Linked DNA regions of Mus musculus: region 2 is linked to region 1. A link is a contact called in public HiChIP or PLAC-seq data. All regions are on one chromosome and are shown on one strand. The core of a region is the stretch at or near the end of the contact, and the rest is flanking DNA. Distances in the headings are between cores, read along the strand shown.

Region 1 (6,272 bases), core at 2,308-4,807:
ATATACACAATATGCTAAGATTTGAAACAGGGCCCCACATGTACAAAGGTTATCTAAACATGGAGGAAGATAATGGAAGTATGCTGTCAACAAACCAAAGAATGCTAAGGATCCAGCAGAAGCTAGAAAAGGGAAAAAGGATTCTTTTACAGAGCATTTAGAGGGAGCACAAACTCTGCCAGTGGCTGATTTTACATTTCTAGCTTTCATGTGTAAAAAACCAACCCACTGCTTTCTTAAGCCCTCTGGATTAGAAGTTGTTATGGTAGCCCCAGGAAGCTAATGCAGCTACCAAGTAAACATTTTTATTAACATTTTTTACATTTATGAAGTGTGTTTGTGTGGGGGTGGGAAGTGCATGCCAGGGCAAGAGTGTGGAGGTCAGAGAACAACTCCAGAGAGTCAGTTCTCTCCTTCACCAGGTAGGTTCTGGGGACTGACCTCAGGTTGCTGGTTTGGTGGCAAGCATTTTTACCCACCAAGCCACTTGCTAAATATCTTATTCTTCTTTCCCTTCTTTCTTGTGATATTTTCATGTAGGCAGGTTGGTCTCAAAATCACTGTGTAAGCAAAGATGCCACAGAACTCTTAATTTTTCTGCCCTGAATTTTCCAGTGCTAGGATTATAAGAACATACCACAATGCCTAGCAACATTTCTTATTTTTCTACTTAAGTCCATTTTTTTTCCTATAATAGATGAAAATTTGCTTCCTTTACTAATCTAAATTTTGAAAAAAGTTAAAGAAAGACAGCAACATGGCTCAGTGGGTAAAGGTACTTGCTGCCAAGCTGACAATCTGGATTCTGTCCTGGGACCCACATAATGGAGGGAGAAAAGCAACTCTCAAATGCTGTCTTCTGACCTCCACATGTACACACACACACACACACACACACACACACACACACACACGGGGTGGGGGCGCGGGGGGGGGGATACAAATGTGGTCAGGCAGAGATTCAGACTGGTGATTCTGTCTTCTAAATTACTTCAAAGTGTTTGATTCGTTAGCATTAGTTCTAAAGAATGAATATTTTTTTGTGGGAACACAGACATTTAAAAAACTTTCTTCTTACAAACTTAGTACAGAAAATTCCTGCTAGTTCATCACTTCCTTAATTATCATCTCCAAAATTTACCCTTAGTGACTGGTTTTGTGGAAATGGATTTGGGCTTTAAGTATTTTTCCTTGTGTCAGTTTGCTTTGTCAGTAGAGGATTCTAGAATCATTGGGTATTGTGCGCCTGAAACTAATGTCGTGCTCTTTCCAGTTCCCCTTATCTCTCAGGCCAGCTTTGAATTAGCTATGTATCCCAGTTTAGTTTTGAACTAAAGACACTTCTGCCTCAGCCACCCTAGTGTTGGGATTATAGGTAGATCAGACCACAGGAGGTTAATCTGCATTTTCTTTACTCCTAATCCCTTATCATTTCAAATTCCAGTTAACATAATTATTTACCTGGAGGCCAGGTGACTCTGCCCCTGCACATACACAATAAATGAATAAATACAAATAAAATTAATTCTGTACAAGTAATTTCTTACCTTAAATTTCCATAAATGTGTGGAGTTTTCTCTCTTAATTGCATCCAAATTTACAGTTTTAGTGATCGCTGGGATAATTATGTCACATGCCTTTTGAATACAACAGAGATATATTCTCACATGAGTTCTACAAAAAATGTGTGTTAGCAAACACAGTGAATATTATTTATTATCATTTACATATAAGAAAAACAATAGCATGTAAGTGCTTTGAAGTCATATAGCAGGTGGTTTTTTTGTTTTGTTTTGTTTTAGTTTTTGTTTTTTAGAGACAGGGTTTCTCTGTGTAGCTCTGGCTGTCCTGGAACTCACTCTGTAGACCAGGCTGGCCTTGAACTCAGAAATCTGCCTGCCTCTGCCTCCCTAGTGCTGGGATTAAAGGCGTGTGCCACCACACCTGGCTAGTAGTAATTTTTAATATTAGTATGGTAGAGAAAAATATAAACTGTCTCCTAGGTCACTGTTAAGGATTAAATGAGTTACAGCAGGCAAAATATGTAGTAATGACTTGGTAAAGGTTAGCTGTTAATTATATTATCTTGAACTATAAAAATTACTATTTCAGTAAGCACCTCACAATTTTGTCCTGAGGTTTTATATTTCTTTTATCTACTTCTTTCAGATACTGATTATACCAAAGATAACCATAGCATTTTACTCTTATGTTGTTATTAATTACTCAATAAAAGAAATTGGCAGAATGAATTGCTAAGGATATGTTAAGTTTATGAATTGAATTAAATTTAATTCTATGCCCAATGTGGTTTAATCACCGAGCTCCCTGAGTCTGAAAACCAAACTCCCACTATAGCCATACATTAATGTGAACCTTCAAATTTGAGTATTTCAAAGCAAATAATGTACACAATTCAAATAGTACTTGTTTTCCCATCATGTTTTGTTTCTATGAATTCTGTTCAAAGTAACATCCTGAGAACGGGATGCTAAGAGAAATTGGGGAAGTGAACCAGTTTCCTCAAACTGTCAATTATTATACAAATCCTTTGATCAAATCAGCGCTGTGCTAAGAGTTAAAGTTATACATGAAAACAATTGTAGTCTCAAGGTAGTGGAAAAAAGACTTTTTGTCAACCGGAGTGGCGACACATGCCTGCCACATGAGCACTAGGGAAGCTGAGGCAGGAAGATTGACATGGAATTCCAGGGGAGCCTTGGATAGATACATAGTGACAGCAAGTCAGAGAATATCACTTCAAAGACAAACCAAACCAAACTATCATTTCTATCCAAATTTCAATGAATAGTTAAGAACTTTAAAAACGTTTTGGCAGAATTTCAAAACAGCGTTCCAACTTATCCTACAGGAATTGAGAAGAAAGAGCTTGTTGACCTTTTCAGAAGGGGGAAACGGCCTCCTCCTTAAAGTGTAAACTTCGCGCGCAATGTTTATCAGAATCAAGGGGAGACTTGATACTACTACAAGAAGTTTTCTAGAAGAATATTATTCCCTTGCTCATCAGGTAGGCGCAGCACTTTCTTTTGGCATGCTGTTCCTTGTTTGAAAACAAAACCTTGCAGTAGCTAGCGACTTTTTCTTGGGGTAGAGAAAGAACAAACAAACCAAATCCGTTCGGTGACCCAAGGTAAGCTAGATCATGTCAGTCCCTCGCCAGTTTCTCTTGATCATGTCTGGAGAGAGGTTCCCTCACCGGAAAGGGTCCGATTGCCCTTACAGGAAGGGTAAGCAACTCCGGAGCTCTAGGACGCCAACGCCACCACAGAGTTTGACGAAGATTGCCAGAGCGTCTGCCTGCATTTAGAACCTCTTCCTTGTTCTCTGGGCAGTAACTAGGCAACCCCAGGCCGGCTTAGCTGCTGGAACTAGGCGGCCGCCTTAGTGCCTCTGGCGGCCAGCCTGGAGCTTTGCAAGCGGCTCCCTTCCCTTTTCCCCCCTCCTTCTTTCTATGGCTCCACCCCTTTCCCCCCGCCCACCCCTCTCCCCCCGCCCACCCCTCGGCGACTTCAGCTCCTCCCTCTCCTTCTCTCTTGCTCTCCTTCCTCCTCCGCCTCCTCAGCTCTTGGGCTAGAATATCTATGGGTCGAAACGTGATGCGATGAATCCGAGAGAGACCGAAACTGGGACGAAGAGTGCGGCGGAAGCGGCGGGACTCCCAAGCATGGGGGCTTCACCACAATAGAGGCAGCGCCCCCACCCGCCCCCGCCAGCCCTCCTGAGCGAAGCCCCCAAACCCCCTCGGGAAAAGGATGGCGGCGGCACCTACCCAGATCGAAGCCGGTGGGTAGCTGAGCCGGGGGCAAAAGGGATGGGGGCTTTGCGCGACTGCTGTCAGATTTTTTTTAAAAAGCTTGTATCTCTTTTCCTTGCCTCTCTCTCAACGTCTCCCCCCACCCCCAACCCCTTCTTTAGAGCTGTATTACCTGATCGCAAGGTTCTTGCAGTCCGGACCCTGTAACAAATCCGCTCAGGTGAGAGGGAAAGGATATCTGGGAGTGTTGGGGAATGGTCCCATTGGGGAAATTGAGGCACTGGGTGAGCAGTGCAGTTGGAGGGTGAGGGAAAGGCCGGCCGCGATTACTCCTACAGTCAGCGGCTGTGTTGGAAGTGGGGAGGGAGGAATGGGTTGGCGCCCCAATCTGCTTTCACATCCCTGTGTCCCTCTTCCCCAGGTGCTAGTGCAAGAGCTCGAAGAGCATCAGGTATGGACCCCTTTTGGGAAGAGGTGGGGAGGGCTGGGGAGAACCTGGAGGAAGGGTAAGGTAGGTCAGGGGCCGAGGGCAGGGGCCCGGAGGGAGCCTTCGAGCTGGACACTTGGGGCTGTTGTCACTTGGGGTAAATCGGGTTCTTTGCTTAGAAGGGGCGGACAACGCAGGGGTCTAAACTCGCTGCCTTTTATTCCTGCGGGAGGTGTTTTTTCAGGATTTCCTTCCCTTTGGCCTGCCCCCCCCCACCCCCAACCCCCGGCACAGCGGCAGTAGCTGTCGGGACTGGAGAAATGAAAATGTTAAAGGGTCTAGGATTAGGCTCCAGGCTGGGTGCTGCTGCTGGGGAGCAGAGGCTTTTCCTTCACCCCCCCCCCTTTTCTTTTCCTCCGGCCCCCAGCTGATTCCGCGCCGCTTAGACTGGGAAGGGAAAGAGCACCGAAGAAGCTTCGAGGATCTGGTTAGTAAACTTTTCGTTTCAACTTAGCCCAACTCTTTTTCCACTCCCTCCCCACCTTGTGCCCCCAACCGCCCCTGGCCCTTCAGCCCTTAGAGCTCCCCGAGCCTGCTGTTCGGTGTTCGAAGGACTGCCCCTTCCCCCTCCCAGCGTGTCGGAAAGGGTACCTTGCCCTGCTCTAGCCTTGCTTATTTTCACCCCAAAACTTTGAAGAATGTGAGTTGGTTTTCAGAGGTGCTGTGTTGTGCTTTAGGACTGTGTTACAAACAGCGGAGAAGGCCCATTGTAGGGGGATAAGGGACAGAAACCAGGGGGTTATCTTGGGGCACGTACCAAGGACTGACGCTGGCCAATGACAGCGTTGGTAACAGCCCGGAGTTCCGGATTAGTGGAAGAAAACTGGTTTCTGGTTGGTCCTGGCTTGAAATACGGGAACTGAGGCCAGGCTTGGGTGTTTTTTTTTTTTTCTAGCTCTCTCTCTCTCTCTCTCTCTCTCTCTCTCTCTCTCTCTCTCTCTTTCTCCTTTTTCTTTCTTTCTTTTTTTTTCTTTTTAGAGTGGAGGGGAGAAGGAATTCAGAAGGGGAACTGACTCATAAGTGAGAAAAACTACATAAATAAAAATACTGAGGACTACTGAGTGAATTCCAAGATTGTTCATCTTTAGATAATGGGTTACTGAATAAAAACATTGTTATATATTTCTAATCTTAAAAAATAGCTAATTAATTCATCAGTAAACTGCATTTGTGCAAATATGTTTTCACTAAAGAAGAAATATGTATTATGACCTTTTTGGGAATAGGTGAACAGGATTTTGGGATTAGGAGACAATGGACATTTTTAAAAAAGAGAATATACTTTAGTTAAGTCTTGAATTGACTCTTGTTTTTTCCATAAATATAATTTGCAATGTAAGTGCACTTTCTGCTCTGCACTGAGACAAAAAGATGATCTTTTATATGTGGGGAAAGAGATTCTACTCTTAGCTACAGAGTTGTATGATGAAAGGAGTGATAATAAAACCTAAATTGAACTCTCTTTCCTCCAAATAAGATCCAAATGAGGAAAAGCATACAAAGTGGACACAAAGTTGGAAGAGTAGTAGACTAAGGCAGACTAAATAAAAAGAAAATAATTGAAAGTTTGCTTGTCAGTAGAAAACAGTTAAATTGCTGTGATGTTAATTTTGAAAACTTTGAGTATTATAAGAGTGAAGCCACATTATTACAGAAGCTACTGAGTTTTCCCTAATATCTTGCAAATCCAAAAATGGTTTAATTGTAATAAGAGTGAATGCCACCACCAGTATTATTAATGGTAATAATTTCTCAGATGGGTACAAATTATTTTTGAATACCTGTTACTACTTTTAATTTTCAGCCTGAAGTTTTGTTTTTCTTCTTTCTGTTGTTGTTAGACATAAATCCTACTTGTATCACAGAAGGTAAATTCGAAGTATTCACTAATACATGTTTTAGTATCAAACTACTGATAGCTGTTTGAACATAGTTTTAATATCTGGGTGTATGAGAAATGATTTTGTGTACTTTTTTCCTTTTCCAGCTTATATATGGATAGGCAGGTAG
Region 2 (6,272 bases), core at 2,319-4,818, 240 kb before region 1:
CTTATACAGTTCAGGACCACTGGCCAAGGGGTGGCATTACTCACCCTCCTGCATCAATCATTAATTAAGAAATTCCCACAAATTTGCCTATAGTCCTGTCTGATAGAAGCGATTTCAGCGAGGTTTTTTTCTTCCCAAATGACCTTGGTTCATGACAAGTTTGTCAAAAAACAAAACAAAACAAAACAAAAACAAAAACAAAAAAACAGTATTAACCAGTCCACTGTCATTCCAACCCTTTCCTCTTTATACTACTTATGATTTTCAACCCTCCCCGAAGACCTTTCTGCTTGTACCCCACCCATGGTCTCTTTCTGCTTTCATAGGTTCTACCTTTATGCCAAATTAAACATAATTTAACTATTAGGTGTTCTCCACATATGCTAAAAACATGAGAAGTTTGTCTTTTAGGGGCTGTTATCTCACTCAAAATTATTATGTCTAAATCTATCGATTTACCTGAAAACTTTATTTTCTTTAGAGCTGAATAAAATTCCAGTGTATTACTTATTCATCAGATGATAACCAACTAGAAATAATACACATATTTCAGCTGTATATTTAACTAGAATTGTGTGTACAGTTACAATTTTATGTGTTCAATACACAGTACGTTGGTTGTTTCAAAATAAAAATAATCTTGTTGGTCTTCAAAAGCCTTGATTATTGCATGTATCATGAGTTGAGCCACGTCAGTCAGAGCACCTGACGCCCTCCTTCCTGGCTTCTCTAAAATATGGAGGACAAGGCATATGGCACACACACATCAACATGTAAATATTTAAACCCCATACACTCACAACACGTGTGTGCATGCACACACACACACACACACACACACACACACACACACACACACATACAGACATACACACACACTGCATTTTGGTGGACTTCCTTTCCTTCTTGCCAAATATAAAGAAAATGAGAATATCAGCAGTAGAGCTCAGATGAATTAACATACAATGTTTTGCTGAGTAACTTTTCGCTTTTATTCCTCACCTGGGATGAAGTGATGTGCAAGAGAAGAAAGCAACCTTAGGACACTTCCAGATAAGTATTGGGTTCAGGGTTCTGGCCACATACAAATTGTGGTTTATTGGTACAATCACTAGAGGGCACCACTGGCTCATAGAAGAAAAACGTCTGGCACCTAGGAAAGCAGAGACTTTTCGAGAATTTTTTTTTTTTTTTTTTTTTTTTTTTTTAACCAGCTCTCCACAGAATTTCAACAGGATAGAATGTTCTGTCATCCATTGTACCAGAGCACTTATAATTGAGGGTTTCATCAAATAATAGGATTACTGGCAAAATCAACAACCGTTTTCAAAACATTCTGATACTTGGAGGGGAAAAAAAATCTGATACTTAGATCAAAAAGCTATTGGTGCAATCCTCTTTCATCAGTGCCATTGGTTCCACAGGAGGAAAAGGTTAATTCAGTTACCATAAGAACAGATTAAATAACACTGTGCTGGAGAATGATAGTAGTTTAGGTTTTATTTCTTCCAAAGAGTCTGGTGTGACTCCCCTCCCCTATCCTCCTATACACTTTATAGATTTTTTTTGAGGTTTTATTTTATATTTTATTTTGTTATGTCTTAGGGCTTCTGTTGCTGTAGTGAAACACTATGAAGAAAGGACAAGCTGGGAAGGAAAGGGTTGATTTGGCTTATACTCCAAATTTCTGTTCATCATCAAAGGAAGTCAAGACAGGAACTCAAACAGAGCAGGGACCTGGAGGCAGGGGCTGACTCACAGGCCCTAGAGTGGTGCTGATTGTTGGCTTGCTTCCCAAGGCTTGCTCAGCCTCCATTCTTATAGAACACAGGACCACCAGTCCAGATGAGGCACCACCCAAAATGGGCTCGGCCCTCCCACCTCAATCACTAATTAAGAAAATGCCTTACCACCTGATCTCACAAAGACATTTTTCTCAATTGAGTTTCCCTCCTTTCAGATAACTCTAGCTTGTGTCAAGTTAATATAAGGCTAGCCAGCACAAGTTACTATTACAGAATTTTGTGATTTTCCAAAAACAAGACAAAACAAAAAATTTTGATTTATGGTAAAGGAAGTTGATAAATTTTCAGTTATAATAATTTTCATATTTTCCTGATTTCTCCTCCCAATAGTACTAATTAAGAGTCTTGGTGCCTTGAGAAAAATTCTATTTTCTAAATAGCATAATTCATATTTAGTCTTTCCCAAGACTCTCCCAAACACATTTTACAGATTGTCAGTGTAATGATCAAGTTCATGGATCTAGAGATTGTCTTATGACTTTGGACTAGATTTAATTATTATAAAATTCAGCTTCTACTTTTTGTGCAGAATGGTCATAATAATATTACCCAACTCCTAAAATGATAAAGCTATTAGATCATGCATGTTATTGCTTTTAGCAAGGCAGTAATGTAGTGTACAGTCAACACATAACTTCTTTTTAATGATTCTGTAAGTAACACACTTATGTATTGATATGATCTCATTAAGTAAAAGCTGTTTATAGTGTTGAATGTGATTTTCCATCATCTGTTCAGCAATAAACTCTGTGGCCAAAATATAAGATATAATAAAATTTACTAAGAAAAAAAAACACATAAACCAATTTGTACAATCATTTGAGTGTATTTCTAATATACAGCACTCATTATATATTTTAGAACTGAGTAGACATGATAATTATTTTCATAATAGCAAATCTTTTGTATGCATTTACTTACATAATTGCCACAGTTAAATGAAGTATACACTATTAATACCCATATCATCTGGGTTCCAGAAGCAAACTTTCAATGTTAAGGTACTTTCCCAAGAACTTTTAGATAATGTACAGTAGCGTGAGTATCTTGGGTTTTAAAAAACAATCTGCTTTTTTCCTTTTATTAAAAATTGATTTTTCATATTGTTCTGGGAGTACTGCTTAACCAATACCCCCAGAGCTCATGTCTCTAGCTGCATATGTAACAGAAGATGGCCTAGTCGGCCATCATTGGGAAGAGAGGCCCCTTGGTCTTGCAAACTTTATATGCCCCAGTACAGGGGAACGCCAGGGCCAAGAAGCAGGAGTGAGTGAGTAGGAGAGTGGGGGGGAGGAGGGGAGGGGGGGCATTTGGGATAGCATTTGAAATGTAAATAAAGAAAATATCTAATAAAAAAAGAAAAAATATTTTTTATCACATAATATATCTTACTTACAGTTTCCTGTCCCTCTCCCAGTTTGTCCCCACCTCCTGCCCCCCTTTCTGTCTCTCATTAGAAAACAAACAAGCTTCTAATAAATAATAATAAATACAATATAATATACAAAAAACTAATCCAAAAAGACCCAGACAATCAGAAGAAAAAGAGGCACAAGAAACAGATCTACTTGTTCTCACACTCAGGAAACAGAACACTAAACTGTGAACCATGACATATATATGCAAAAGGCCTGCTGTAGACTATTTGCTGCTTCGGTTTCTGCATTCCTATGAGCTTCCATCATGCTGATTTAGAGGGCCTCTTTCTCCAGGTGTCCTCCATCCCCTCTGGCTCCTACTTTCTACTTCCTCTTCGCTAGGGTTCCCTGAGGCCTGAGGGAAGAATTTGAATACATCCTGTTTACTGCTGATTGTTCCAAGGTGTCTCACTCTGCACAATGTCTGGCTATAGGTCGTCATACTTGTTCCCATCTGCTGCATGAGGAAGTTTCTCTGAAAACGGCACTCATCTATGAGTATAACTTAATGTCATTAGGAATCATTTTATTGCGTTTTTTAAGAGCAGTAGTATTGGACTGGAGATACGGCTCAGTGCTTAAGAGCACTGACTATTTTTCCAGAGGTCTTGAGTTCAATTCTCAGAAGCCACGTGGTGGCTTCAGAACCTTCTGTAATGGGTTCTGATGCCCTCTTCTGGTGTGTCTGAACACAGCTACAGTGTACTCATATAAATAAAATAAATAAATTTTTAAAAGAGCAGTAGTATTTAGTTTTGACTTTACACTTGATTCCTGGGTTATCTAATCTCTAGTGTTTGGTCCCATTCCCACGAAGTGTAGGGGATAGAAATCATAAAGCATGTTTAGCCTTTCTCAAAAGCTTTGTGCCACTAGCCTATCTTGCAGTCAGGACACTATTGTCAAAGCTTTTGTGGCTGGGTTGGTGTTTGTTTCTCTTTTGGTAATGTGTAGAGCACCAAAAATGCTAGAATGTAAGGTGAGGCTCTATATAGGCACCAGCTCATCTTCTCCATGTTCAATGAGTTGTGGAGGTACTGTCTTCAGCAATGAGGTCTTGCTGTCAGTTTGTACAGAACAACCTATAATCTTGGCAACAGCCTGGGTGGTTTGGCACTTTCCATGGGCCCCCTTTAGCCCCCCTTAATCTTTGACCAACTACATTAGATGTAATCCAGTAAGTGGAATTGAAGCGTCATTTGATGACAAAAGATAGCCAGGTAGGGCTCTGACTCTCCTATGTTTTGGCAATTTCATTTAACACACCTTCGTTATATATTATAAATTTCACATATACAATATATACTATATGACATATATAAATTATATATAATATATGTAACTGTAGTGGCTATTCCTGGTTGTCAACTTGAATATATCTGAAATGAACTACAATCCAGAATTGGAAGGCTCACCTGTGATCCTAATCTGGAGGCTGGGAGATACAAGTTTCTGACCTGGATTTTGGTAAGGAGAACTTGAGGCATAGTGGCTATGAATTCCAGAAGATTAAGACAAGGAGATTTCTGAGTTCAAGCTCATCTGGGACAAAGCAAACCCCAGATCCAGGCTTGGTGGCACACACCTTTAATCTGGCCACACCTTCTGCTGGATACCTACATAAGGACATTGGAAGAGGGAAGATTTATTCTCTCTTCTTCTCCTACTTGCCATGTAGGACTAAGCAACTGCTAGATCCTTGGACTTCCATTCACAGCTGCTGTTGATTATTGTTGGGGAGTTGGACTACAGAGTGAAAGTCATCAACAAATTCCCTTACTATATAGAGACTACCCATAAGTTCTGTGACTCTAGAGAACTCTGACTAATACAGGTACCAGTAGCTGGTACCAGGAGTGGGATGTGTCCACTGTGGGGTATATGCACTTTGAGGTGTATACTCTGAGGGGTGTGTACTGGCTGGTTTTGTGTGTCAACTTGATACAGGCTGGAGTTATCACAGAGAAAGGAGCTTCAGTTGAGGAAATAACTCCATGAGATCCAGCTGTAAGGCTTTTTCTCAATTAGAGATCAAGGGTGGAGGGCCCATTGTGGGTGGTGTCATCCCTGGACTGGTGGTCTTGGGTTCTATAAGAGAGCAGGCTGAGCAAGCCAGGGGAAGCAAGCCAGTAAGGAACATCCCTCCATGGCCTCTGCATCAGCTACTGCTTCCTGACCTGCTTAAGTTCCAGTTCTGAATAAACCCTTTCCTCCCCAACTTGCTTCTTGGTCGTGATGTTTGTGCAGGAAAAGAAACTCTGACTAAGACAGTTACTGTCATAGTTAGGGTTTTACTACTGTGAACAGACACCATGACCAAGGCAAATATTATAAGGACAACATTTAATTGGGGCTGGCTTACAGATTCAGATGTTTGGTCTATTATCAAGGTGGGAACATGGCAGCATCCAGGCAGACTTGGTACGGGAGGAGTTGAGAGTTCTACATCTTCATCTGAAGGCTGTTAGCACACTACTGACTTCCAACCAGATAGTAGCTAGGATCTTAAAGCCCACACCCACAGTGACACACCTACTCCAAGGCCACACCTCCAATAGTGCCAACGCCTGGCCTAAGCATATACAAGCCATCACAGTTTTCTGTTATATTAGGTTTCATGCTACCCTCAAAAGGCCCTTTTAAAATGGTGTAATTTTTGTGAACTATTGTCGTTAATTTTAAGTTCATTATATTACACACACACACACACACATACACAGAGACAGACAGACAGACAGACAGACAGACGGACAGACAGATAAGAGTTTGTACTTTTTGTGAATTGTAAACAATGACTGTTTAGATCCCAAAGACTTGAAGATATTTTCATATTCATCTATAAAAGCTCCTTACATTTATGTCTAAAATATAACTTGAATAGTTTGGGGTATAAGTTTTCAAGCCTTTTTAAAAATGGGAATATAATTAATCTGGAACTTGTACATTTTTTAAAAATCCCCTTCCCCCCACTGCATTTGTAATAGCTTTATGTCAAAAAGCAAATGATTATACATGTTTAGCTCTGTTTCAGGTCTCTGTATTCTGCTCT

Evidence for each region. HiChIP or PLAC-seq counts read pairs in DNA pulled down with a chosen protein or histone mark.
Region 2: a contact with region 1 is called in an H3K27ac HiChIP or PLAC-seq map of trophoblast stem cells, with 7 times the contacts expected there. The contact joins the enhancer-like site here to the promoter of Brwd3 in region 1. A contact is called at or near these places in 3 of 39 promoter capture datasets (cranial neural crest and liver), 5 of 484 Hi-C or Micro-C datasets (CD8 T cells, brown adipocytes, embryonic fibroblasts and 2 more), 4 of 115 datasets of contacts at active chromatin or transcription factors (bone marrow-derived macrophages, large pre-B cells, stem cell-derived neural progenitor cells and 1 more) and 1 of 9 other capture datasets (adipose tissue).

Annotation. Positions count from the first base shown.
Region 1 is chrX:108,831,631-108,837,902 of GRCm38.p6, reverse strand. It overlaps Brwd3 (bromodomain and WD repeat domain containing 3), which reads left to right and starts at 3,557. Exons shown (of 41, transcript NM_001081477.2): 1 at 3,557-3,804; 2 at 3,937-3,995; 3 at 4,197-4,226; 4 at 4,630-4,689. The coding sequence starts at 3,774. It overlaps 2810403D21Rik (RIKEN cDNA 2810403D21 gene), which reads right to left and starts at 3,425. Exons shown (of 5, transcript NR_015493.2): 1 at 3,218-3,425; 2 at 1,548-1,637.
Region 2 is chrX:109,071,402-109,077,673 of GRCm38.p6, reverse strand. No RefSeq gene overlaps it. Among named protein-coding and RNA genes, the nearest start is that of Sh3bgrl, 21 kb to the left of the region's middle. Within about 2 kb of position 3,568, at least 5 of the 459 cell types and tissues checked have an H3K27ac peak or open chromatin away from gene starts, as enhancers often do. A contact at or near this core is called in trophoblast stem cells, where this site is marked.